Linked DNA regions of Zea mays: regions 2, 3 and 4 are each linked to region 1. The links are chromatin contacts, called in public Hi-C and HiChIP or PLAC-seq maps. All regions are on one chromosome and are shown on one strand. The core of a region is the stretch at or near the end of the contact, and the rest is flanking DNA. Distances in the headings are between cores, read along the strand shown. Region 1 holds the start of LOC541954 (enhancer of zeste 1). Region 2 holds the start of LOC100282984. Region 3 holds the start of LOC100276046. Region 4 holds the start of LOC100191199 (putative serine/threonine protein phosphatase superfamily protein).

Region 1 (7,313 bases), core at 201-2,700:
AATTACTGGTGACCTAAGAAAAGCATACGCAGTAAATTTATCACAGCAGGCATAGTACAAATCCACATGCCAGCTGATATGATTGAATGGCAAACAGCTCTGGGTCAAAATCAATATCACTATCAGAACCCAACGATTGGTTCTCTGTGTGCACACTGCACAGCTCCAATATTATTAATAAAAATAGCTCACAAGAGAAAAATGGATACTCAATTCTAACGTTATTCTTGACTGTTTTGCATGCAAGACGCAGATAAGGCTAGGAAAAAAACAAATGGACTGCATAAAAACAAACATTTTAAGGGAACACATACACATGAAATCCCTGAGTTATATATCATATTGATTTGATTCATTCAACAGATGAGCAAAACTTAGGCAATGGCATTTAAAATATACTACTCCTTGAGTCCAAGAATGTTTCGATTCAAGATCAAAGGTTTACATATAACAGTTAAACATGACTAACTTCATTCTTGTATAATGCCAGCGGTTATCCACATTCACATCATCTTACATGAGCACACTGTTTACATGAAATCATATGCAAAAAAAAAATACTTACTTAGTTCTGCATTCTGATATGAGTAAGATATTACAGTAGAGAAAATAACGTTTAAGAACATGAAAACAATTCCTTTTACAGTGTTCCTTATTGTGCTGGTTAAGTATCTCCGCACGGTATACAATGGTTGCACCCCTAGAAATCCCTTCCACGGGAAAATGGAATAAGTCCATAAAATATAGTCCAGCTCTTCGGAGTTCAAAAGCAAATCAATCCGAAGCAGGGATGTAGCCTGTGAAGCTACATTCCCTGAATTCAATATAGAAGTCACTGGAAAAGATGATACAATACAACCTCACAGAAAAGATTCGGAGTCCAGCTCCAGGCTGAAAGTACAGTAGTTATTCCGATTCCATCAACTTTTTTATGGAATGCAGTCTACTGTTGACCAGTCCACTGTCCCGTCTCTGAAAACAACCAGAAACGAAACCAGGTCGCCCCCTGGAAAAAAAACACCGCGGCAACCCCACCTACCGCCGCCACAAAAACAGACACCTCAGTAAAGGAGCGCGCACGCGCAGCAGCACAAACAAAGCAGCTAGCCAAAGCTCCGCATCGAAATCCGGCGCCTGCAACTCGACACCCCCACAGACGCCACCAGATCTCTGCTCAAATTACTCCGAACCGACCGATCGCCGCCACATCGACCACCAAATCCGATCGACATTGCCCCCTCGACCTAAGACAAGAACCACACGCCGACCGCGCACGCGGAACCTCAGCACCGCGGGAGGGGAGAGGCGAACCTGGGCGGCGCTGCTAGATGGGCGAGACCGGCCCGCGGAAGCCGAGGCAGATGCGGACGACGCCACTACCGCCGCGGCAGCCTCTGCTTCCATCACCCGTGGAAACCCTAGCCCCGCGCGCTCTCCCGCCCTCACACGCGAAGTCGCTTGGAAAAAAATGAACGAGGATTTGGTGGGGGAGGGAGGGGTGGGGGGAGAAGAGGGGGAGGGAGAGAGGTGAAGCGGGGCTGCGGAGGAGGGTGAGAGAGGCGTTTTTGTTTTGAAATGAGCGGCTCGTGACCTTGTGGCCTGTGGGAGTGTGGGGTGAGGCTGGCAGCGGGCTGGCTGCCTACCGGTTACCTGTGGTCATCTCGTGGCGCCAGCAGCCGTGGTGAGGGGTCACACTAGACTTTGGCTTATCTATGGTCACTGATCTGTTGGACCGCCATAGAGTGGGACCGGATGTCAGTGGGTTCAAGTAGGTTCTTCGTGGGAACGTGGTGTTAAAAGGGAACGCGCGTGGCGTGGCTGCGTCAGATAACAAACGGTGCGCCGCGGCGGGTTATCGGTACGTGTGAGCGTTATTATGGTTTTTATTTATGGTAGGAAAAACCAGTGTGCTCGTCTTTTCTGTTCCCAAATAGTTACCGTATGGCCTATGTTGCTTGTTCCTCCGTCAGCATAAAATATCGAATACAAGGAAATTTTATTATAACCTCGAGATAAAACAATCCCGGTCTCTGTGCATTTGTCCTTGAAGCTGTCAAACGATAATCCGAGAGCATTTTCAAAAAAAAACGTAGCATAACATAACATGGTCCTTGTTTGTTTTGGCTTCTGGTTGAATTCTAGTCGTCTTTTCTCAGTCCGTTTATGTGAGAATCATTTTTATGTGTGAAAATCGCTTGATTCAACGCGTAAATGTAGAATTTATCGAGTCGTTGCGACGCAAGGAATCTATGGCTTCTTAAACCCTAAATTGTGCATGCCCCTTTATCTTGCTCTGCATAGAAGCCTCGTGATATCTAGATTCTCGTGACAGCTATATTATCCAAGAATTCATATTCTCAGAAAAGTTCTTCCAAAAAAGTTGTCTCAAACAGGCCCATAATTCCTTAAAGCGGTCCCATCAAAAGTCAAAACCAAGCCATCTATGATCATAGATGTCTATCCAGTTAATAAACCATCAACCACGGCATGTTGAAGCGCATTAGCACTCAGCTATAGTTTTACAGTTCTAACAAAACAATATGTAAACAAGGATCAACTAGAACAATTTAGTTTGGTATTAACAAAAATTCAGATTCAAAACTTTAAATGACATACACTATGTCAATTAAAATTAAATATCGTCGTGTTTGTATATTTAGTTGACTATGCATTCGAGACCTCGACACAATGCAATACAATTGTTATGTTTATTATCAAGTTTTAGCCCCCTTTGGGCACAGAAAAAATAAAGGAAGAATGTAGGATCAAGATTCCTATGCATTGAGTCAACCGTAGCACCCTTTGTTTCACATGGATTGCATGTAAGAAAATGTAGACAGCTTTTCTCGCTTGATCTCATGGGGAAAACCATAGGAATAAAACATTCACCAAACCCTTATGTTTTAGTTTTGTATGTTTCTCCCGTAGATTATCTAAACATCTATTTCTACGTTTTGTATATTCGTGTATTTTAAAATCTTGCATTACGAAGGGGCCTAAATGTGCATTATATGTAATGGCATACCGGATGATGTAAACTGAGAAGAAACGTTTATTATTATTGTGCTATATATATATATATATATATATATATATATATATATATATATATATATATATATATATATATATATATATATATATATATATATATATATATTCCCTAAGTTCAATTTGTTCAATGGTGTTCATGTATATGCATGCTACATATAGTGATAAGTCAGTAAGTGGAGAATTTTTTATGGGCGAGAGCTAACATCAGTTTAGGTTAGGTTAAGCGGGGAGGAAAGGGACCTAATAAGGAGAGTGTGTGGTTAACTGGCTGTACATTAAGATGAATCCCTTTATGAGCTTGTGTAACCTAGTTTTATTCAAGTGACGTAAAAGGTAAAACATGCATGCTTCCACTTTTTAAATGATCTGGGCTGTGTTCTTGCTGTTTTATAAAAACATTAACTTTAGATTTAATTGATAGAACTGTATTGCATTAGGGTATATACAAAATCAACATAAATGACTTGTACCTTAAGTGATATCTAAGGAGGTAAGTGCAAAAAAACACAAGAGATATATCTTAGTAAAGCAATGTCTCTATATGGTTCTCTAAGTCTAAGATACAGTTCCACACATATAACCCACATAATTGAACCGTGTCTTGAGTGGTTCTAGTGAATATAATATACAATGTTTAGGGCTTGTTTAGGAATAAAATATTTTGCAGTTTCTAGGCAATACTATAGTTTGAAGGAATACTAGAGTATTTTATGTTACGAGGTGCTTGATTTCTTTCATAAAAACTATGTTTTCAAAATCATGGTATTTTAGACAACATGATATTTTTGGAGTACTGGAAGCTCCTCCCAACCCAACAATTTCATGGCATGGCTAGCTTTTGTCTAAATACCATAGTTTACAATGTTGTATCCAAATAATGATTTGAGCTAACCAAAGCTACATTATTGTCATGGCAATTGCAAAAGTATAGTATTATAGTTAAAAAACATTGTTATCAAATAGGCCTTAAATATATTGGGTTATATGAACGAGTTTCTTAAGTATATCTAGTACTCAAAAAAACCGCAACATAATATCTATATGGTATACATGTTTGTAGTGGACTAATATAGAGACACGATAAGACTGTCGTAACAGACCAAGCAAAATAGGAGATTTCCACTATAGATAGCATTGTTTGGTGAATAAGATTTGAAACAGAGAAGAGCTTCGCGGACGTACATCCTAAGAAGTGAAAATAACGGATCCGATAAGTTGTATAAGAATGAGCAACATTTGTACATAAAATATATACATAATGATCCACCACACCAACGTTTTATTATCCTTGGCATATAAACCCTAAACAAAATACAATCGAATAATGATGGTGTATCGCATCGCGTCAGAAAGAAAAAATTAGAAGTATTTGAAAAGGAATATTTAATTTCATTCACAATTGTTTCTTCGTGGATACCACATTTATGTTAATAAAACTATCAAGCGTGGTGAACAGAACAATAAAAAACTTAACCACAACATGCAACAGAGTTCGGGATTTAATAAAAAAAACGGAGAAGGCTGCGACCATACAATTCATGCTAATCAAACTAGTCAAACTTAGGTCATTCTTAGTGATGGCATACCACATAAACAATCAGGATTATATGACAGAGAATTTAATGAGTAGAGACATGAGAGAGTAGGTTTACGAGAGATATGAGAGAATTTTATAGGATAAAACAATGCATACATTGTTTTCTAGATAAATGTTGACATAACACCCTTAAAAACAATGTGATGAAACCATCCATTGAGAATAGCTTACCTTTACTCCTACTACTCTAGCATCGACGTGACTTTGCACGTTCTCCTATGTTCATCCATGTATAGACCGATGTCACGTCAAAAAGTGTAATAAGAGGCTATTACCTAGCTAGATCCTAAGATGAATGAAGGAGAAGAGGAGAGAGAGGAAGCGAGATGTAAACTTAACCGTCAACTCAGATGTAAGAACCAAAATATTTTATGAGAGAAACAAGTGGACTATACATTAACAGTGAAGAGTTACTATTAGATAAATGGGCTAGAAGGTAGGCTACCAGGATCTTTACAGCCGATTGTGGCCGCAACCGGCTATATTATTAAACTCGCTCTAAGTAGTGTTGGAAATGAGTCGAGCTGAGCTTGGTGCAGCTCACTAGATGACCAAGCTCGGCTCACTCACTCAACGAGCTGTAGAAAGAGGTTCGGCTCGGCTCGCGAGTTGTACCCTTGTAAATAATATTGTATTATATAATGAATTAATAGTATATAGTAAAATATAGAATCATCAGATAACATTACGAGTAATCCAAATTATAAATTGGTATATATTCATCATTAAAGGCTAAGAAATAAGCCAAACATTTATAAAATTATCCAATATCCATCATTATTGTGTAAGTTGACTAATTTGGTGCAACTCGTCAACGGCTCAGGAGCAAGAATGAGCCGGCTCGACTCGACACATTGCGCCAACAAGATCCAAAATCAGATTCGGCTCGACTCATTCGAGTCTCATGAGTCGCTCCGAGCTCGAACCGTCTCACGAGCCACGAGCTTATTTTTTTATCCCTAGCTCTGGCGCGCTACTGTAGTGCAGCGACCTCTTCTATCTTGACTGAGATTTGGAAACAATACAAGTACTCCCACTATCCCAAAATAAATATCATTATTATATCGATATTGGTTCAATATTAATAAATTTAATTTGATTTATATACAATATTAACAATATTTGTGCCTATAAATAAGTTTATTATAAACTATATTTTAAATTATACATAATACTAATTATATACTATAAATATTAGTATTTTCCAATATATATTTAGTTAAAATTAAAATAATTAGCTTATCGAGAAGCAAGAATGATATTTATTTATTTTAGAACCGAGAGAACATATAATAATAGGCTTCGTGTAGCTTGAATCACGGTAACATGAAGAAAAAAAATCACATCCTTATGCATCAAACCAGAGAAAATTAAAATGAGTTCAAAAGCATGCAAAAAAAGTATAAATGACACCACAGACATCAGTAAATACTAAGGGCAATCCAAGAGCAACCAAAATATTTTTCAAAATCAGTTCATAGAGACTAAAGTAATTCAAACCACTAGCTAAACACACTGTGAAACCAGTTTATACAATAGTCTATAGTAAAAAATAATCAAAAACTTATGAACCATCTATGGCTAACAGATCATGCATATATCTATACAAAACATTATTTTATACTGTAAATAGCACTATTTGTGGAGTTTGAAATAAAAGATAAGAAAAAGTACTCGTGATAGCTTAAAAATAAAAAAATGTGGATTAGGTTTTATATGTCAATGTGATCCAACTTATAGACTTCTCAAACCATATAATTTATGTGAAAATAATAACACCTATAGACTAGTCATGTACTCATGTGTCCGAGGTATATGGACTGCTTCGTCCATATATACACTATGGTTGCCCTAAGTATAGAAACTATATATAGTTTCTATATTTATTAATTTATGTAAACACTACATTTAAAATTGTACTTTTATGGATAGTTTTTATATAGCATTTTTTCAACAACATGATTTATCTTCATCATGTATAGGTTCTCGCGTAGACATGGTTTCTTATCTTAAAGTACCTTTCTTAATCTCTCTGTTTCTTATTAATTACAAAGCTATCGAGAGGAGTACTATAGTCCTCACCTGAATATATTTCACAAATATCGGCTAGCCCGTGTATGGAGGTTATAAAACTAGGTAAACCCGAAACTTACATAATAGGGGCTAGGAGTGGGTGTTCAAGTTACTCGAATTTTTCGGGTTGAGTAATTTAAATTTCGAGTTTTGAGAATCGTTATTCGAATTACAATAGGTTTTATATTATCCAAAAAATTGGGTACCCGAAATTTTAGGTCCAGGCATTGAGTGTTCCTGAACTATTGTGCTAGCTTCATAAAAATACATGCACCCTATTAAATTAGTACAAAACTTCATAAAAATGCATGCACCCTATTAAATTAGTACAAAACATAGTCTGAATAATGATATAGATGCACATAAAAACATAAAGCAATCTACAATCACAAGTTCATACACACTTACACATAATTATAGATACACAAATTGATAATTAACAATGACATGAGTATATGACACACATGAAAGTTCGGGTATTTCGGGTATCCGATTGTGGTGCCCGAATTACCCGAAATAAGTTCAAAACTTACCAGTTGTCACCTGAATATCCCGAACAAAATGGTTCGGGTATTTTAGGTTCGGGTCC
Region 2 (7,079 bases), core at 3,010-5,509, 660 kb before region 1:
CTCAAAGACTTTCCTGTTTCTTATGGACCAATCCTACATTCTTATTTCTTCAAGAATTGTTAGTCCACAAGCAGTTGTCATTAATAACCAAAACACCACTTAGGGGCCTAGATGATTCACAATATTGGAAAGCCACCGCATTTTTATGGAAACAACTTTGACTATTAGAAAATAAGAATGATAGTTCATCTTTGGGATATGGGTGGAAACATTTGGAGAATTGTAAGAGATGGTTTTGTTTTGCTTAAGCAAGATGAGCCATCAACTAGTGATGAGCAAAATATTCTAGTCAATGATCAAGCTATGAATGTGCTATATGATGCTTTGGATTTCAATGAATTCAACATGATCAAAACCCTCGCAGTCGCTCATGAAATTTGGACAAGGTTGATGGAAATTCATGAGGGCACAACTAATGTGAAGAGTGTCAAACTCTATATTTACAAAGGCAAGTTTGAACAATTTATTATAAAGGAGGATGAGAGCATATACGATAAGTTACTATTCTAGACTATGGAAAAGCTAAGAAGTCTCGGCAAGATGTAAAGGAACTGAACCAAGATGCAAATTAAACATGTAGCACAACATGCAAATGAACTGAACCAAGCTCAGTTGGTGGGATGTGTGTTGTGTACACTCCTACCATACAGGTTCAAGTCATGTTTTGCTCAAATGTGGGGGCATATTTCTTCTTGTCTCCAATGCCATATTTTTCGGCTAGGTTGGCCGAGCTTTTAAATCTCAGAAGCAAGTCACATATTTGAAAAGGTTTAACAATTCTTCACTTTCATAAACAATAATTTGGGGAATGTACACAAAATAGTAAACAAATTAATAGGGACAAAGTAGATAATTTAAGAAAAACTACCTACTAATTACATCTAAGAGTTATTTCGGAGGTAGATGCCCACAATTTAGTAATTTATTGTTTTGATGTTGTCGGCTACACCCTAACACATCAGACAAAAAAGTGGACTAAACTTGTAGGACCCTTAAGAAGTTTTTTTCAACAGTATCTAACTTCACTAATAGTGCAAAAGTCTTCAGATTCAATATTTATAATAATAAAAAAAGTGTAATATTGTAGCATTCTTATTAGCAGAAAACATAAACTTTTGCTTAAACAAAAAATGGATATGATTTCTGGCAAACATTCCTAGCACTCAAATCCGAGTGAGTGGGTGGGGAGATATGTTAAATAGGATCTCCACCTCCTAGCTGGTAACTGGCACGTCATGCTACATTATGCGACAGCAGGATTCCTAGAGCATATCTATCTTCAACTCGAGGAAATGGAATCTTTATGGCCTTTGGGCAGTCGGCGATGACGTGATCCTTAAGTGCGACAACGGTGGTGGCGGCAGTGTTGCAACTTCACATCCACCTCCTCTGCCTCCCCTTCCTGCTGCTGCTCTTCCATCTCTTCCGCCCCAACCTTTGACACCTCCTTTTCTGCCATTTCCCGGTCATCCGCCAACATGTTGGATGCTTCTGGCATCCAACTGGAGCCCTGTGGATTCTTTCCACTCACTGTGAGAGCCCAAAAGGTCGGCGCGAGCAGAAGCGGGTAGGGTTTGGCTGTTTGGATTAGGGTTTGGTAGGGGAACGCAAGGAGAAGAAGAGGAGATCGGAGAGTCTTTGAACCAAATAACCCCCACATCCAACCAAATCGTCAGCGTTGAAGGAGATTGCGGATGTGTGCAATTGAGGCGGTGGCGACGGGATCGCGGGAGTGGGGCGGTTGTAGTGGAGGTGGTGATCGTACTGGTGAGGTGGGGATGAGGGTGTTAGTGGGGGCTGGTGATCGTACAGGAGGAAGGTGAGGGATGATGAGGGGTGATCTAAAAAACAATTACAATTGGATGCAATTGAGTAAGAGATATGCAACAAATGAAATGATCTGGAGTGTTTGTTTTGATGGTGGGTTTTGGTTGTGGTTAATTTGTTGTGAGTAGTTAGGGTAATTTGAAGTGTTGGATTATATAGGGGTAGAGATAGAGATTGGTTAAAAAAACGACGGAGTTGTTGAATCAACCGGTCTCCTCGTTTATCGCCTCCCAATGTCTCTGAATTATAATTATATATCAGATTCTTCACATGGTTGTTGAAGTAGCCGGTCATTCAGAACACCACGTCCAGACCTTTCTCGTCACCAGCCAATGTGTACTGATCGAGAAGAATAACACCGATCGGAAGCGCGAGATAAAAATGAGGCCAACATGTATGGGAATTGGGAAAGGCGGTGTTGGATTCGTCTGCCACGGGCCACGACGCCGCCTGAGGAGCGTGTTTGCACATGCAAGAGCTGGGCAGTACGACGTTTCTACAACGGATGTACGGACATTGGCTCTGGTTGTTCACCTTTTCTTATGTGAATGAAGCCACATATTTGGCGGGGATCTTCGTTGTGGGGCGGTGACGTGGGAGAAAAGAGGCGGGACTTACGCGTGGAGGACGGAATTGGACCAAACCAATCAGCACTTACCACAGTGTAGATGGTCACATAGGCCGGTAAGGGCCCGACCGAGAGCTATATTTTACTTGTAAAATATATGTTATATATATTTACATAGAATATTTAAAACATTTTTTTTGACGGAGAGCTATATTTTACTTGTAAAATATATGCTATATATATTTATATATATTCTTTAATACATTTTAAAAAAATATATATAGGTTAGACATGTGCCGATCTAATGTGTCAAATATGTTGTTCAGACACGGCACAATCACCAGATCGGACGGACTGGCCACGGACCTAGTGAGCAACGGATTAGTCTTCGTTCGTGCAGGACTATCGGGTGTCGTCCTTTCTAGGCAGCTACATATGACACCAAATAGATTGGGTGCAAAGAGAGGTTAAATAGACTCAGCACCACCAAAAGTCAATGTGCGATTGTGTTTTGTCCACATCTTGCTTGAATGCTTGGGTTTGTGTTAGTTTTCCCCTCTTGTACAGGCTGCAGAGGATTTCGACGGTGTGATGAACGAATAATACGCAACACAGAAAAGAAAGAAACGTTTGTGTTAGTTTTCCTCTCAACTAACCAACCAAACAAACGTTTTATTGTAAACTTTCTCTAATATATATAGCGTTTTTTTGTCGGTGCTGTTCTCCTTTCTGCAAAGATCCAGTACGTTTTAAATGGTGTGGACTGTGGAGGCGGGCAGTCGCAATCACATAAGGGAGGATTTAATATTAAAGACGCTCGACAAAGCTCGAAAAGAAAAGAAAGAAAGAAAGAAAACGGCATCCATCGACAAAGTCACAAGCTGACACGACCGACACACGCCGATGGGCTAGCTTTACCAGAAGGAATCCCATCCGTCCAGTCCGGATCCATGCCTGATTGACTGGGCCAGGCCAATCATCCGTGTAGAAATGTTCGTTCGTTACTTGACAGAAACGCCAAGACCGTAAAGACGGCTACTTAGCCCTCATACATATAAGGGCAACTAAATGAAGGATGTATTAAGAGATCTGTAAGGTCTTGTTAATGACAGTTCTCTCTGGACTTTTGATGCGCGTCTTCCAGAGAGCTCGGGATGTTTTTTTATAATCTTCATAAAAGTAAAGTTTAAAATTGAAGATGAGACGTTAATGAACTAGCTACTACGTGTAAACGAATGGCAATCGACACTTTGGTGCTTTGGGTGATGTACCAGGCCTCCTACAGAGTTGCAAAGCTCAGGACAACCGTGCTCGGCATTAGTAGTTAGTACCCTGCCGGACGAGCGTACGACACAAACCGTTTGACAGCAAGTGAGCGAAAGAAGTCATCCAATCCAACGTGCCAGCAGCACTCATTCGACAAACATGCCCGGGATTCAACAAATTTTCGTACAAAAATCTTTTCAAAAATGCGATCTCAAACTCCAAGACGAGAGACATGGGTCCCCTGTGCCTGTGGCCTGCGCCACACACACATTCCTCTCCACCGTCCCCACTCGCTGCCGACACTCCAGTGTCCAGTCGCCCACGTACCCGGCACCCCGCTGCCGTGCCCGTGCTCCATCCCGCTCCGTGTCCCACCACCACGCGGCCTTCGCTCCCTACTGGCCACGGTGTCTCCCGCCGCAGCGGATCCCAAGGGAAGTTCCCTGGCCTTTCCGTGCGTCACTGCTCGCTCTCCGCCTCCACCTCTTTTAGTGCGGCCGCCTGCCAGTGCGGTGTCCACTGTCCAGCCAGCCATCCAGGCCCAGGAGCGCGAGTTCTGTGCCTGTGCCTCTGCTCCACCTCCCCTGCCCCTGCGCCCCAAGTCCACGTCCACCACTTAGCACTCACGCTGCTCGCTCGCTCGCTCGTACACGCGCCCGCTTCGCGCAGGTGCGTGTAGAACGACGGAGGCATTCCATTTCCGACTGAGCCGTGTGTGTTTGGATCGGATCGGACAACCCCTGCCAAAACCGCGTGTGCCGGCGCTGTTCTGCCTCTGATCGTGTGTGCTGCTGTTGGTTTTGGTTTTGGTTTGGCTAGGGAAGGAACCGTGGGAGGGAAGCGGACGGACATGATGCACGCCAAGTCGGAGTCGGACGTGACGAGCCTGGCGGCGTCGTCGCCGCCTCGGTCGCCGAAGCGGGGCGGCGGCGCCGCCGGCAACGGCGGCTACTACGTGCAGAGCCCGTCGCGGGAGTCGCACGACGGCGGCTACAAGTCCTCGTCGATGCAGCCCACGCCGGTCTACAACAGCCCCAACGAGTCGCCGTCGCACCCCTCCTACGGCCGCCACTCCCGCTCCTCCTCCGTCAGCCGCTTCTCCGGCAACCTCCGCAAGGGCGCCGCCGGGGACCGCAAGGTGCTCAACGACAAGGGGTGGCCCGAGTGCAACGTCATCGAGGAGGAGGGCCCGTACGAGGACCTCGCCGGCGATAGCGGCCTCTCCCGCCGCTGCCAGATCATACTCGGCTTCCTCACCTTCGTCCTCCTCTTCACCGTCTTCTGCCTCATCATCTGGGGCGCCGCCCGGCCGTACGAGCCCGAGGTCATCGTCAAGGTATACACAATTAGTTCCACGTCCACCCCTAAATTGGAGTCTGAGCAACCTCAGTTCACTTCTTCTTCTTCTTCAGTTTATGGGATAATAGTCGTTCCTCTTCCTCTCTGTTTGGTTGTTTCCTATCTAATCCCTAAACCGAGTAATTGACCGCTAGTTACTAAATTTGACTCATGTCTGATGTCCCACGGTTCCAGCGGTAGGCGAGATGGGTTACATCACCATCCAATTGATTGGTGGCTCAGTTGGACAGTGATATGTTGGACACTAATGAGGAACAAGACAGCAATGCAGATTGGGATTTTACAATTGCAAGCTGGGTGTGGGTGTGATTTTGGTTTTGTTGCTCAGATATTGCGGTTGCGAGTAAGTGGTGAACCCGGGGGGGCTAATTTTGCGGTAGCTTGTTAAGCTCTAGTTGGAGTATAGATTGGTTCATGACTTCGAATTGTATAAGTTCAGTTGATGCTCTTTTTACTGTATAATAACAGACTGGTTTCTTTGTGCCAACATTTTCCAGTTCCTCTGAAAATGAAACCAATGTCTGTTTTATATCTGCAGAATCATAAACTAATTAATAATGAGATCTGATGGAATCATAAACGAATATCTGTTTTATATCTCCAGTTCCCCAGGTCTTAAACAATGGACCTCACTGAAGACTGAATAAAAGTCAAATATACCAAGTCTCATTGCAGATTAATAATGAGATCTCTGATGGGATGTTGCTGGCTGGCAGTGGCACTGCATTTAGCATGCTGACTTTTGGGGCTGCATTTTGCAAGAAAACAAAATCGCTTCGATGATCAACACGCGTTTATGATTCGCACTATTTGGCATGGCAAAACTTCGTTTCCGTAGATCTGAGCGTGGTGTTTGCCACAGCCACAGATTTCTGGCCTGAACCACGAACTTCTCTCGCTTGTGTTTTGTGCAGAGCTTGGTGATGGACGACTTCTACGCGGGTGAAGGCACGGACCACAGCGGCGTTCCAACAAAATTGGTCACAACAAACTGCTCTCTGCACATAGCTGTCTACAACCCTGCCACAATGTTTGGAATTCATGTCACTTCTGGCCCCATCCACCTGATGTATTCAGAGATCCCAATAGCAGTCGGTCAGGTATATCCATCCTCCGTCCTTGGCCTATTTAATAGCCGCTTTTAAGTGCTGTCCTCGCATTGACTGATGATACTGCTCTGCCTCGTGTCGAGAGAGTAAACTGCGCGAGGAGCCGAATCTCTTCCTTTTTACCTCTCTATTAACTTCGCCATTCATTTAAGAGAAACTCCACTAGCGAAACATTTCTCATGTGCTTCACCTTTCTATCCATAATTCCATCCATATTTGTCCCATCCATCGCATCAAAGCCTCAAAGGTCGTCAAAGATCTGACTAACGGATGCGTAATTCCTTGTCAAGTTAATCGTACAAAATGCATGATCGAGTTGAAAAGTTTTGTTTGTGGGGACAAAAGAATAAAGACAGTATGTATACTAGGGCTGCTTCAGCAATAGACAGTGCTAATAGTCCAGCAAATGTTGTTGCATGAATCCTTCCTTTCATTTCTGGACATCTGTTTGCATCAGTTGAGTCAAAAGCCAGAATTGCTGGTAATAGTCATTGAATCTGACGTGGCTACTGTGACTGCGATCACTCTCAGGTTCGGAGGTATTACCAGCCGAGGAAGAGCCACCGGATGGTGACGGCGGTCATCCACGGCGAGAAGGTGCCGCTGTACGGCGCCGGGGGCAGCCTGATGCTGTCGACAAGCACGGGCGGGGCGGTGCCCCTGACGCTGGACTTGGACCTGACCTCGCGGGGCTACGTGATCGGCAAGCTCGTGCGGGTGACGCACAAGGTGCACGTGACGTGCCCCGTCGTCGTGGACGCCAAGAAGACCAAGCCCGTCAGGTTCTCCAAGAAGGCCTGCGCCGTGTACAGGGCCTGAACTTCAAATGCGTTTTCGTAGGCTGCGATCCGACGGCGCATTAGCAACGCGCGTAGGATGCCGTGCCTGTATTTAGTTATCGTATTGGTGGTGAAGAACAATAAGCTGCACACACATATGGTCTGTTTGAG
Region 3 (6,741 bases), core at 3,596-6,095, 870 kb before region 1:
TCCCTGGTAAGATTCTGTCTCCATCCAGTATACAGTTTTATTGCTAGCCACCTGCTCACACCATCATCAGTCAACAGTAAGAGCTCTGAGCAAACCAAACAACGAATAATGTATAGATAATGCGTCCAGATTGCCAACTGCTCAGATGATTTTTTTTTAGCATAACCTATACCCGGGTTAAAGTTCTCGTGATTCAGGAAAAATAAAACAAAAACTGGCGACCGGATTATATTAAGTCCAATTGTATGTTTCATTCAAGGCTTTTCACGAGAGGCCACTATACCTGGTCAGATTCTGTCTCACAGAGTCACAGTATACACCATTAGCCATCACTTGTCAGTAAGAGCTCTGAGCAACCATGGCGGAGATAGTCACCGGGGCGATGGGCACTCTCCTGCCCAAGCTGGCCAACCTCATCAAGGAGGAGTATAACCTACAGAAGAAAGTGAGGGGTGAGATCATGTTCCTGGAGACTGAGCTCAAGAGCATGGAGGCTGCTCTCATCAAGGTCTCCGAGGCACCCATCGACCACCCACCTGACGTCCAAGTCAAGCTCTGGACAAGGGAGGTGAGAGAGCTGTCCTACGACCTCGAGGACAGCATCGACAGATTCATGGTGCGAGTTGGCGATGGCAAGCCACATAGTTTCAAGGGATTCATTGATAGAAGCCTCCACCTGCTGACAAGGGGCAGGATTCAACACAGCATCGGCATAGACATCAAGGAGATCAGGAGCCGCATAAAGGATGTGAGTGAACGGCGTGACAGGTACAAGGTTGATCTGGTTCCTTCCAAGCCTGTTGGCAGAAGCATTGACAACCTGCGGCTGTCGGCTCTTTACAGAAAGGCGACAGAACTTGTTGGCGCCGAAGAGAAGAGCAGTGACCTTGTGAAAAGGCTCATGGAGGGCGACAAGGAGGCATCCAAGCAGCCAGTTGTACTGTCTATTGTTGGCTTTGGAGGGTTAGGCAAGACTACTCTTGCTAATCTTGTGTATGAGAAGATTAAAGGGCAATTTGTCTGTGGGGCATTTGTTTATGTGTCTCATAATCCTGATGTCGTCAAGGTTTTCAAAAACATGCTCTACCAGCTTGATGGAGACAAATACAGGGACATCAATCAAGGAACATGGAGTGAAGAACAACTAATCTGGGAACTGAGGAAGTTCCTTCTACACAAGAGGTATGTATATTGTGGCCATCGCCTCCTCATCGCTGCTGAAAGGAAAGCAAGGATGGGCCCTCCTTTAATTTCCCTCTTCATTTGCAATCATTTGCTACTCACTACTCAGATCTGCGCATACAGGGAAATTATCTCCCTCTATGCGCAGATCTGGTGCCTAAGCAGCTGTGTTGTCCAAAAGCCAATTATAGTTTTCGTTTTATTAGCTGCATTAATTGACTTTAATAGCCACAGAAAGAAAACAAGTGGTAGATTTTTGCTGATATATTATACTTGTCTCTTGGTGTTATATATATAGGTACTTTATTGTCATTGATGACATATGGAATACTTCTGTGTGGGAAACAATCCAATGTTCTTTGATGCACAATGAATGTGGAAGTATAATAATCATCACAACTCGTAATATTGATGTTGCAAAACAAGCTGGAAGTGTTTATCAAATGGAACCTCTTTCTCTCAGCGACTCAACAAAGTTATTCTGCCAAATAATTTTTGGCAGTGAAGACAAATGTCCTCCAGCTAATTTAGCTGAAGTGGCTGGTAAAATCTTACAGAAATGTGGTGGTGTACCATTAGCTATCATTACCATGGCAAGTATGCTAGCCAATAAAACTGGAAAGGAAATAAACACACATAGCTATTGGTCACATGTGTACCAATCCATGGGTTATGGTCTAGATGGCAGTACTAATGTGAAGAATATGAGAAGGATACTATCAGTTAGTTACTATGACCTACCTTCACATCTAAAGACTTGCTTGTTATACCTAAGTTTGTATCCAGAGGACTACAGGATTAGAACAAGAGGTCTGATATGGAAATGGATTGGTGAAGGTTTTGTCCATGAAGAACAAGGGAAGAGCCTATATGAAGTAGGTAAGGATTATATTGAAGAGTTAGTTAACACAAGTATGTTAGAACCTGTCGGGATTGGCCATGATGGTAAGACCGTATCTTGTCGGATACATGATATGGTCCTTGATCTTATCAGTTTCTTGTCAAATGAGGAGCATTTTCTAACAAAAGTAGGTGGGCAACAACCCGTATCTCTTGATCTGCCTAAAAAGGTCCGCCGGTTATCCCTCCAAATTAGCCAGGAAGAGGAAGCCAAGCAGCTAGCTACAATGAGCTTCTCCCACGTAAGGTCACTTACTGTGTCCACTGAAGTTTTCCAGTTGACGCCAAAACTTTCGGCCTTTCTGGTCTTACGTGTATTGAATTTAAAGAAATGTAATGGAGTGAACAATCACCACTTTAAAGATATTTGCAATATGTTTCAGCTGAGATATTTGAGTCTCAATGCGAAATTTATTACTGAGATCCCAAGGGAGATTCGGAATCTGCAATTTTTGCAAGTACTTGACATAACTAATCTTGGGCACAAAGTAAAGATGACAACCATTATTCACTTGCGACAGCTGTTGCGGCTTTGTTCTAGGTCTGGGTGGAGCATAAAACAGCTAGACGGATTTGGAAAACTAACCTCTCTACAAGAAGTTAAAGGGACCATAACTATCGAGTCACCAAGCATGCTGCATGATCTGGGGTGTCTGACCAATCTCAGGACCTTGGGCATCAACTTTCGTGATTGGGATGAGAGCTATGAGGAACCTTTCATCCAATGTCTATCTAACCTTGTCAGCCTCAAATCCATGAAAATAAAAGGTACCATGATGAGCAGCCTATGTTCCGAATGTGACAAATTGTACCCTGGTCCTCAACAACTTTGCTCCATTGATATGAAGTCACTTGCAAGAACTGTCATCATGACTAGAGTACCAAGATGGATGTCATCACTCTGCTCCCTGTCTAGCATAAAGATCACATTATTAGCTCTGGGAGTACAAGATATCCATGTCCTTGGGAGCATACCATCTCTACGTTGTCTCAGTGTACATGTGAAGGAAACCAGAGATGAAAGGTTGGTCATTGACAAGTGTTATCCATTCCGGTGCCTAACTGAGATGCAAATCGATTATGAATCCATGGCGGTGGTGTTCGCACCAGGGAGTATGCAAAACCTCAAAGAACTCCATTTATTGTTCGGGGTGAAAGAGGTAATGCATAAGTACGGTGATTGTAACTTTGGTTTGGAGCACCTCATGTCACTTGAGCATGTCTCTGTTAAAACAATGTACACTATCATGCCCGAGGAGGTGGAGGCCGTAAAAGATGAATTCCAGAAATCCCTGGACATGAATCCTGGCAAGCCCACGTTGATAGTAGATTATTTGTATCCGAAAGAAGTAAATATACTAGCTCAGACTTTGAAAACAGCCATACATCATTATTAGCTAGCTGCCTTCTTTCGTATTTCTTTGCATTCCTTATATATGACAAATTAATTTGTAATTTTCTCTTTTGCATAGAGGAAGATTAGGTCTCAAGCACAAGCAATAAGAGCAGCAATTTTGTTCGCTAATGCAGGCCGCATCCCTGCTACTGACTGAAGGATTATAAACATTCTCTATCGCCTTGCTAATAAACTGGTACGTATTACACATCTATGCTTATGTCTCACGTTGTACCCTCCCAATGCTAGCTGGTAACTAATTCTTTAAGTTCTCATAATATGTTTGCAGCATATTCCCTTCTCTAATTGGCACTGCATTCTCAACGTCGCATGGGTACTAGTGGCAAATAAGCTCTCTGAAGTCATGAATTTTCTACAGATAATGTAACTGCAGTAAATGTCTACGCGCGTGTTTGTAAAAAAGAGTTCAATATCTACCTTGTAAATACGCCATGTTCATACTCATACAGTATAGTACTATGGGATGAGCAACAGCTAACAGTAGCTCCAAGCGTTGTAATCAGTCTAACACTAGCTCCAAGCGTGCCCACTCCCCCACCCACACCAATACACCATATACTGTGTACTATGGGATGAGCAACAGCTCCAACGGTCCTTCTAACAGTTCTTCCATATACGGGGGAAAGGAAACTCTCACCATAAATGTACGGGGAGCACGATTCAACTCCTATACATTAATGATATTATTTCTTTGCGATATTAATAAGCTTAAGCTCTATAATATGATAACAATATTTATTATGGTAGTACAAATACTCTATGCCCTTAGTTTTGGTGGTGTGCTCATCTATACCTTTAGTCGTGTTTTTTGCTCAGCTGTGCCCTTCCAGTGCTATAGAACAGAAGGGCATAGCTGAGCAAAAAACACGACTAAGGGTATAGATGAGCACACCACCAAAACTAAGGGCACCAAATTAAAAAACCCTTTTTAAAACCATGCAAATTAATAAAAATATTAAATAACTGAGTTATATTGTATAGTAGGAGCTAGATAGAGAAATGTAAGATTGGAGATGTCTGTACGTAGAGAGAGAGTTTAGAGAGATATAATAAAATATAATAAAATGAATAAATAGGAGAAGAAATGTGGGCAGAATGGCTGGCAATGGCGATGGCCGACCGTGCATTAGGCGCGTCTGTAGAAAATATGAACGTACTAGTATAATTAAGATGCCCGTTTTTTTAGAATCGTAGATGTCCTGGGCGTCAACAGAGCTGACACAACACTAGCAGCCAAAGCCACGTCCGTGACGACGATGTACGATACGACGATGTCCGCGGAAGAAGCCAGAGTCGATGCTGTGATCTGGGGGCGACGTCGCAGTCCATCCTGCCAGCACAGCACATCACATTGCTCCGCCTCGGGGAGGAAGTAGGGCGGCGGTTACTTGTCCCGCTCCAACTACAAAGCCCAGACTGCCCAGTCCGCATCCCCAGCAGCCGTGACACCGCCACAGCAGCCTCGGCGCTGCGTTTCTGCCTTCCCGGTGAGACAAATGGCCGCCAGCGCCACCGACGCCGACGCCGGCGCCGGGCTCAGATCGGAGTTCCTGCAGGTCCTGCTCAGCCGCCGCCGCGATCTCCTAGGTCAGGTTCTCTCTCATTCTCTCTCCCAACTCGCGCGCGTGCTGAAATGCTCTGCTCTGGTAGTGCTTGAAGCAGTTGGGTTAAAATCGCTGGTCTGGCTAGGACCTTTCGAGATGCTGCAAATAATCACAGTTCAAGTTACAACCTGAATCCTTAGAACGATACGCCACATCTGAAGCTTGTGCCCTTCAATTGGGTTGGTTTTTTTTTTCCTGTCATCGCCATTCGCCAGTGCCTCTCACGGTGGAGCAAGGGAGTCCGGTGAAGGACCCGATGTACCAGAATCCTCCGTCGACCATGGAGGTCAGGACCCTTGATTTGAACGAAGGTCTTTTGTAAGAGACCAGACACGTCGGCGTTGATTAGCTGTGGTAATCTTAGGCAAATCCGATGGAGTCGTGCCCCAGTAAAGAGGTGGAGAACTTGAGGGAGAAGCTGGTTGAAGAAAATTTCTACCTTATCACTGAGGTAAGCGGCGGCCAGATGATCAGGACAAGTCCAGCAGTCCTAGTCTATCTCTCTGTCTCTTTTGACGGTATTGTCCTAGTCTCTTTCCAACTGAAGTATATCAAATTAAACTTGAGTTTTGCTTGCTTTGCTTGCGATGGATCGTGGCCTACAGGAGCCAATCGCGTCTCTAAGCAGCCTCACGAGATCGAAGAGCAACAATATAATAGTGCACTCGATCTTACTCCACATACATGCAGACTGCATTGCATCCCTCTGCTGAATACTTGGGTGCACCTTGATAGTCGGCATCTTTTTTTTAGGTTCTTAGATCCAGACTCACATGTATTCCCACACTAAACTACAGAATAATTAATTAACTACAGAGTCAACGCCTCACTGCTGGTTTTTTATTTTCCCTCTCTTTTTCTAACCACTACGTACTTTTTTTCCCTTTCAACGCAGCTAGGTGAACAAGGACGAGTACCTGTACTTCTGCTGAAGCTTGACGACCCCGTCCCTAGAAGAAAACCAGCTATCGTGTTCCTGCACAGCTCTTACAAGTGCAAAGAGTGGCTGCGCCCACTGCTTGAGGTGGGTAAACCAATCTCGCTCTGTCCCAACTGCACCACCGTAGACTATACTGTTCGTATAGCTCTTCGTTGACTAGTTTGCTTTTGCAGGCATATGCTTCCAAGGGCTACGTCTGTGTGGCTATTGACTCGCGCTATCACGGCGAAAGGGCCAGCAATGAAACCACTTACATAGATGTAATAATCTGCTTATGATCATATTGTGCCCAGTGCCCACTTAAAGTTTGACGGACGGTGACATCCATTTATTTTATTTCGTGTGGCTTCACCCTGCTCTACTCTTTTTTCTTTCTTTCTTTCTTTCTTTTTTACTTTTAAACACAGGCACTGAAATCGGCTTGGCGGAATGGGGATACAATGCCTTTCGTTTTTGACACGGTGCTGTATTTTTGAAATACGATTTAAATTTTATTACATAGATAGATTTTTACGACGCGCGCGACGAGGAATCTCAGCCAAATTTTGTTTGGACGTCGACTTTTCTGCAGGTGTGGGACTTGGTAAAGCTTGGAGACTACCTCGGCGAGAGGGAGGACGTGGATCCCTGTAGGGTTGGGATCACCGGCGAATCGCTGGGAGGTGCTGCAGATGATGATGCCAGATTTATCGTTCTCC
Region 4 (7,066 bases), core at 717-3,216, 650 kb before region 1:
TGGTTTCCCCTGAGAAGAAAGAAGTTTTCTGGGTACTTTATCTTGTACGCCAAGAGAAGGCATATTGTTTCTATGCTCTGTTTCCCCCGATCAACATAGTCACCCAGGAACAGATAATTTGCATCTGGTGGATAGCCACCATACTCAAATAATCGAAGGAGGTCTGAATACTGGCCATGGACATCCCCTGCATAGCAAAGAAGTTAAATGGTTATCGTTATCCACAATATGCATCAATGTACATCGCAAATTGTTAGTTGACAAGTTTACAGAGCATGCACTAACATCAAGGGTTACTGCAATGCGGCTAACTATATGGCAATGCAATATCTGCTAGTCGACTTAGCACACTAAATAATCTTTGTACTTCTATAACTGCTACCAGTGTAAAGGTAGCTATTATTTACTCCATCCGTCCTGAAATATATTGTATTTTCATTTATCTTAAGTCAACCCGTCTCAAGTCTGACCAAATTTATAAAAAGGAACAGTAATATTTCTGACATCATATAAGCCATATGAGAAAAATTATGGAATGCATTTTTATAACTTATACTTCAAGATGGAGAGAGTATATGACAGTACCAATACCACCATAAACTAGATGAAAGAAAATTCAAATAGCAAAATGAAATTAGAAAGAATGTCCTTTGGACAGCAAGCCTCAGCTGCCCCAACAAAGAAACCAAATATAATATTTGCAGTATGGTGTTAACAGAACTTAGCACAAGTTTCACAAGACAAAATAGTTCCACATGGTTGGCAAATATTAAACATGCAACATGATTACTGACTAGGGGTGATGACCCTCCCATTGAGTTTCGACACATTTATGTCTAGTACAGAGGGTAAATAGCATAGCACTCACACAATTTCATCTTGAACCAAACATTATGAATACTTGTTGACTTGGCAAGGTAAGCCATTTTTAGCAATTGTGTTATGAAAGGATGCTACGCTGCAGAAAGTATAGATCTACACAATATGTCATGGTTATCTGTGTCAAGGGATAGTTCCTCTATGTGACCAATAAAAATAGACAAACTATGTGAACACAACAAATTAAGTTATTCACACTACCACAAATTTTTTTCCTTCGAATCAGTCTCCCTGATATGTATTTTCTTCGCCACTTTACTTTTATTGGGCAACCACAAAATGCTCATGAGATAACCACCAACATACTAGCCTGCAAGTTAGTGATTAAAGTTTCAAAGAATACTTTTTCCTGCCACTCAAGCTCACTTTTCTCTCTAATCTGCAACCTTGAGCAGTTTAGCATGATATAATGTCATATGAAAATATGACAATATATAACATATGTCCAACTTGCTTTTGTTATAATGAACTTTGTAGACAGAGACCAGAATGCCACAGCGAGGAGCAGGCTCTTCTGGATGTAAATGCTATAAATAAATAAATTGTATGGCAGACTCCAAATTTCAAATTCCAAAATGACTAGAGATGTGTTCTTGCAGTTCTCCCAATGATTTTTAACAGACTACACTAAGGATAGAGAGAAAATATGGTAAATATCAGCCTAACAGGCTAGCAGACCTAACAGGCTAGCACGCTTAGTCGCATACCAGGGTTGTCGGGAGGGAGCTCTTACCGCATATCTTAATGGGGGCCTCGAGCTCCAGGAGGTTGGGCTGGGAGAGGAAAACGTCCTTGGCGGTGGCGCAGAGGCGCCGGATCTCGGCGTCAGTCACCTGCGCGTTGCGCGGGGTGCGCCCGCCGCGGGCCTCGAGGAGCCGCCGGATCAAGTCGTCAATCGCCGCCTCGTCCATCGCCTCGCCGGGAAAGGAACGGGATCGGAGGGTTAAACCCTAGCTCAAGTGCCGCCGCGTCGCGCCGTCCCTCGCGGGTAAGCCCTCGCCCAGACGCGGAAGCCGCTAAACCCTAGCGGCTCCCTCTTTGTCGGGAGGACGACACGGGAACGGGGAGAGCGTAGAAGGGATGGCTGGAAGCCTGGAAGTCTTGTCACAGCCGGTTCTAGGGGTATAACGAGGGCATACATATGTGTCATGATCCATTTTACACATATATTGACGTCACAAGTGTAATATATCAAAAGACAATGTAATAAAGGTGTAAAGAGATTAGAATACTTTATTACATTATCTGAAACATTGTATCTTTAACAAGTATCACATCAAAGTAAAGCGAAATTTAAATAACAGGGACAATCTCCCACAGGAAGATGACCGGCGTATCGTTAGACTTAGAATTCATTGTCGTCAAAATCTCCATCAAAGTCTCCAGCATCACCCTTTGATCAAAATATTAGCAAGGGTGAGCTCAATTATGGTCAGAGCTCAGCAAGTGGGGAAAAAATTAATGCAGGTATAACAAGATGAGGCCAAGGTTGAGCAGTAAGCATTTTAGCTGGTCAATATTTTATTAACAACATTTGTCTTACTAATAAGTGTGAATCACAAGTATCTCATTTAATCAAAGGAATATGAATATAACAAAAACACTTAAGTGAAATCACTTAAGCAAATCATTGGCAGATCATCGGATTTCAATTTAATTCCATCTTCAAGTTCAATTATCATGTGAGGAGTCCAGGTCGCTCATAACCGGGAGCACGGCTGATATATCAGTTTTACACTCTGCAGAGGTGGTACAACTTTACCCACAAGCCATGCATCCCATCTAGCCCGGGTTGATCGGACCCTTAAACACTGCCGAGGTGAATGGCTAGGGATCCATTATGAGGCTTTCACAAAATACACTTAATACGAAGCAACCCACTAAGGTTTCTAAAGACGATGGTGGTGGCCCCCTGAGTGAGGTACCTTAGCCAAGAATACATCCTCATGTTAACGTGGGCTGCCAACACCTACCGCACCCCCTCTTGCCCATATTTCAGGTAAGGTTGCTAGGTACTAAGCATATAAAGCTAATTACCAAAGCCAGAGCCATGATAGCACTCGTGGTTGCACTGTTATCCTGGGTGGCCGCTCCATGTTCCAATTAATTTGAAATAATGTTGCGTTAACCATCGGGTTAATGTCATAATTGCCAATTTCAATTTTGGAACATTATACCAATTAATGAGTGACATTAAAATCATTAAGTTGAGCGGTAGCACAAATTTGCAAAGCTTAATAATTTCTCAGGGTAAACAAGGAATACAGTTGGTAAATCTAGGAAATCCTTAATTAGGTAAAACCCATCAAATTATGCAGTATATCAAAAAGTAAACTTTATTATATGCAATGAGTGGGTACAACAAGAATATGCAGAGGGAGAATCCACTTGCCTTGCTCAAAAGCGTCTTGCGGGTCGTCCTCGAACGTATTCGAATCCTCTACCACAAAATCAGCTTCTAATAACGTCGTATGTTGCCATACAAAGAGAAAACATACACCAATAAATAAACATGCACCATTACATAAACATACACCATTACATACACATTAACACATCGCACTTATCACACCTTAAATACATCCTAAACGCGTAAATACTTATTAATTCAATTATAGCTATTATTGTGAGTCATAAATGGTGAATTTATGAGTGGGTGCTATAAATACAGTTTTAACTAGTATTTATATGTATTAACATCCTTAATGAAAATAAATAGTACTTATTGTCTTTAATACTAATATTTAGACTAATAGATTTTATCTTTTTATTTGTAGCTAGAATTATTGAGTATAGCCAAAAATAAATTTAATATTCTAAAAAATCCCTATAAATTACTAATTGAACTTTTTATAACACAAGCGGGGTTATTTTGACATAAACTAGTATTTTACTAACTCTAAAAAAATTTAAGTGCTATATTTGTGAACATATTTATTTGGCTAGTAGAAATCTACTTTCCATACTAGCGGTGGTACTTTCTCCTTTCTTTATAAAAAGACAATATTAATAAAATAACCTAGTGATAAATCATCTAAAATCCTATAATGTTTATATGACATGAGTTCTATACCATTTTCTAAATTCATTAAAATGAACCTATGACTATAATTCTCCAAATAGTTTCTAAAGTTCCTTGTGGCCAAATTTAACTACAACATTTCCTATCTAGTGTTTTTATCACCAACGTGTGACTACTAAATTCTCGTCATATTTCTCTAATCCAAAAATCAACGCATCGATTAACATGAATTATCACGGTACACTAATAATCGCATATCTCTACCAAAAATTCCATACCGCACATACACATGAATTGTGGATCACACATGTTCATATTACAACAAACTAAATATACAATTCATTAATCGAATCAAAAGTATTTTATAAAATACACAAATTAATTTGGGTCGTCTTCAACCTTGGGTTCGTGCGTGTGACGGCTCGACGGGTTTCGACCGGATGGAGAGGAGCAGGGGTTCGGTCTTTGGATGGCGGGTGCGTGGCTCCGGCGATGAACGGCGAACTCCGGTGACGAGCAGTGCACTAGCGATGGCGAGCGAGGAGAGCTAGAGAGAGGGGTGAGCTCGGGTAGGGGAGAAGTGAGAGCTCGGCGTCGGATTTATAGGGAGCAAGAGGGAGATGGAGGGTCGGCCAGGGAGAGGAGAACGGTCGGCGTTTAACCCCATTAAACGAATTAATGGCGTCAGTTTCTTCTCCATGGCATTAATGGAGAGAAAATGGGAGAGGGAAAAGAAACGGCCATGGGACATGCTCGGACATGGCGTTTGGAGTCGCGACTGTTGACTTGCTTGGGCGCGGGGCACGCGGCGTCAGGCTTAGCGCGGTCGGGACAGGGGCGCGCGGTCCTTCCTCCTGGCCGCGACTGGGCAGGAGCTCGATCCCTGGCGCGGCGTCACGGCTTGGGCTGCTCGGGTTGGGGGCACGCGGCGGATTCCTTAGCACGTCGATGTTGCGGACATCGGGCTCGTTGGCTTGGCGCGCGGGGTCGCGGGGCCACGGCTCGGCTGGTGGCCGAGTGCATAGCACGCGCGCGCGGAGAGGGCTCCTGGTGCGCGCTTGGACAGAGAGAGAGAGGCAGAGGAGAGAGAATATGGGGAGAGGGAGAGAGCAGCAGTACGGTGCGGCGGTGGCTGGAGAAGAGCCAGTCAGGGCGCGGCGCGGTGCTAGGAAATAGATGGGCCCCTAGTGGGCCGTCTAGGGTTAGGGTTTTTTCCTTTTTTTAAAGAATTGCTACAAAACATCCGATCATCAATCATGCGCATACAAAGAAAAATGATTCAAAGTGCAAATAAATAATTAAACACTTAAAAAATTATTACCATATTATCATAATAACTAAATTCATTATTTTTAGTTGATGGCTTTTATGGTGTTACAAGTCTCTACTCCTCCAAAGAGCTTGTAGGTCCGCCTGCAGTGACACGCATAGCTTGGTCATTTCATTTCCTATTCAGTAGAAACATATAGTACCACGATAATTTATATATAAAATGTATGTTATACTTTTACGAGAAATTTTTTCATAATCCATTTATAATTCTGGTCATACATAAATTTTGTTATTTTAATATAGTCATTTCACCACTATATTACAACCATCAGTATCATACAGACTTCGATATATGCCACAATTTGCATGTTCTCATCATTGGATAGCACGTCTCACATCTGTCGGAAGAAGTTCCCTCGTACATCGTCAGTCATCAGACACGCACCACCATACGCGCTTGTTTAAACAAAAAGGAAAGTGTGTGAGTTTGCGAAGAGAACTAAAGGCAGACCGGCACAAAAGCTACCCCGACGGTGACGAGGATGACTAACTGATCATTGTTGTCGGTCCTCCTCTGAGTCACCTCCGGCACCGAGATGATGCCATAGTCCTTAATATAGTAGTCGTCGAACGCGCGCGATATGGCGAGTACCGATGACTCTTGGCTAGGCTGCCAGACAAAGTGCACCCCAGTCTCATCAGAAGGTAGTACACCTGGCCGTTGCACCATCAGATGCGCTACTCCTCTACATACATCATGTTTGAGGACACTCACACAACGTTAGCAACGACCGTTGTCCTAGTGCACAAGAATTCATGGCCGGTCAGTAGCGACTTACGTGGCAGGTTAGGCTTCAGGTGGACGATGAGCTAGACGACATGATGACACCATCGTCGGATGCGGTGCTCAGAATAACCCGAGAGTCGCCGACGTTGGCAACGACCATGAGGTCCCCCTGCTTGACGATGAACAGCGTGGTGCAGTCGCTCTGGACCACGTCCAAGCGGCGACTGCGCCGGAGCTTGTCGTACACAGCAGCGCTGCGGCCACGTAGGACTGCTTCCAGAGGTCGAACTGGCAGTCGCCAAACTTCTTCTCGTTGTTGATGAGCGACGCCAACGCGAGCGCCTCCTGGTAGTGGTGTTTGTTCGGGGTTTCCAAGTAAGAAATATGGATTTATCCTTGGCGTTGGTTTATGAAAATGACTCACAAGTCAGATCCATGGAAAAAATATTATGGAGAATAAATTCCACACATGCAAAAAAAGGAATTTAAGTTGAAAACATTATTCAAACAAAAGAAATTGCATGCAATGCTCTTCTTTAAATACTACTCCCTCCATCCAAAAATATAATTCAAGAATCTCGGTGATGCTTATCTACTACTACACATTGTGCAAGGGTAGCAGGTGGGCTTGGGGAGAGATGTATTAGATATTTTTCCTGTCATAGATGTAGACATAAACGCACATGTGGTGTAGCTATAGCTACTGCTCGCATTTGCCTGAGGGTCGCGGGTTCGAATCCCCTTGGGTTGTACGGGGGAATGAGAATGAGCTTTGCGAGAAGGGGGAATGAGAAAGACAGAACATGGAATGTGAATAGCAGATCAAGGAATGGTGGCAGAACATGGGAATGGGCTGTGCAATGAAGGGTGAATGGGAATGGCAAAAACAGGGAAAGGTGGCAGAACACAGAATGCCAGGCTACCCTTGCAGCCTTAATAAGTAGTAGATATTACAAAGCCAGTTCGAAAGGGCGTCGATTAAGGTATCCACATCATCCACAAAATTTCACGCTGAACAATTTCTAATCAACAGTCAGGGCATCGTCTAAGCTCCTGTGATTTATCTTCCATACGGCTCTCGAACATTCATCCCCATCTGTTCTCAC

What was found. A called contact is a pair of places that touch in the nucleus more often than the background predicts. HiChIP or PLAC-seq counts read pairs in DNA pulled down with a chosen protein or histone mark.
Region 2: a contact with region 1 is called in an H3K4me3 HiChIP or PLAC-seq map of leaf, with 3 times the contacts expected there. The contact joins the promoter of LOC100282984 here to the promoter of LOC541954 in region 1. A contact is called at or near these places in 4 of 25 Hi-C or Micro-C datasets (ear, leaf mesophyll, seedling and 1 more) and 1 of 3 datasets of contacts at active chromatin or transcription factors (leaf).
Region 3: a Hi-C map of leaf shows a contact between it and region 1, with 2.3 times the contacts expected there. The contact joins the promoter of LOC100276046 here to the promoter of LOC541954 in region 1. A contact is called at or near these places in 4 of 25 Hi-C or Micro-C datasets (bundle sheath, ear and leaf).
Region 4: a Hi-C map of tassel shows a contact between it and region 1, with 4 times the contacts expected there. The contact joins the promoter of LOC100191199 here to the promoter of LOC541954 in region 1. A contact is called at or near these places in 8 of 25 Hi-C or Micro-C datasets (ear, endosperm, leaf and 4 more) and 1 of 3 datasets of contacts at active chromatin or transcription factors (leaf).

What each region holds. Positions count from the first base shown.
Region 1 is chr6:89,027,790-89,035,102 of Zm-B73-REFERENCE-NAM-5.0, forward strand. It overlaps LOC541954 (enhancer of zeste 1), which reads right to left and starts at 1,451. Exons shown (of 16, transcript NM_001111608.2): 1 at 1,312-1,451; 2 at 1-13. The coding sequence starts at 1,404.
Region 2 is chr6:88,360,442-88,367,520 of Zm-B73-REFERENCE-NAM-5.0, forward strand. It overlaps LOC100282984, which reads left to right and starts at 4,260. Exons shown (of 4, transcript NM_001155888.1): 1 at 4,260-4,330; 2 at 4,481-4,997; 3 at 5,935-6,120; 4 at 6,661-7,079. The coding sequence starts at 4,512. The coding sequence ends at 6,948.
Region 3 is chr6:88,152,993-88,159,733 of Zm-B73-REFERENCE-NAM-5.0, forward strand. It overlaps LOC100276046, which reads left to right and starts at 4,846. Exons shown (of 13, transcript NM_001149931.2): 1 at 4,846-5,086; 2 at 5,319-5,389; 3 at 5,468-5,554; 4 at 5,999-6,127; 5 at 6,217-6,303; 6 at 6,451-6,504; 7 at 6,615-6,705. The coding sequence starts at 4,996. It overlaps LOC103629525, which reads left to right and starts at 259. Exons shown (of 4, transcript XM_008650625.3): 1 at 259-1,182; 2 at 1,481-3,242; 3 at 3,555-3,674; 4 at 3,768-4,196. The coding sequence starts at 359. The coding sequence ends at 3,635. LOC103629526 (a long non-coding RNA gene) reads right to left here and starts at 627. Exons shown (of 3, transcript XR_554448.3): 1 at 537-627; 2 at 284-433; 3 at 1-51.
Region 4 is chr6:88,380,142-88,387,207 of Zm-B73-REFERENCE-NAM-5.0, forward strand. It overlaps LOC100191199 (putative serine/threonine protein phosphatase superfamily protein), which reads right to left and starts at 1,967. Exons shown (of 3, transcript NM_001136634.1): 1 at 1,613-1,967; 2 at 1-187. The coding sequence starts at 1,790.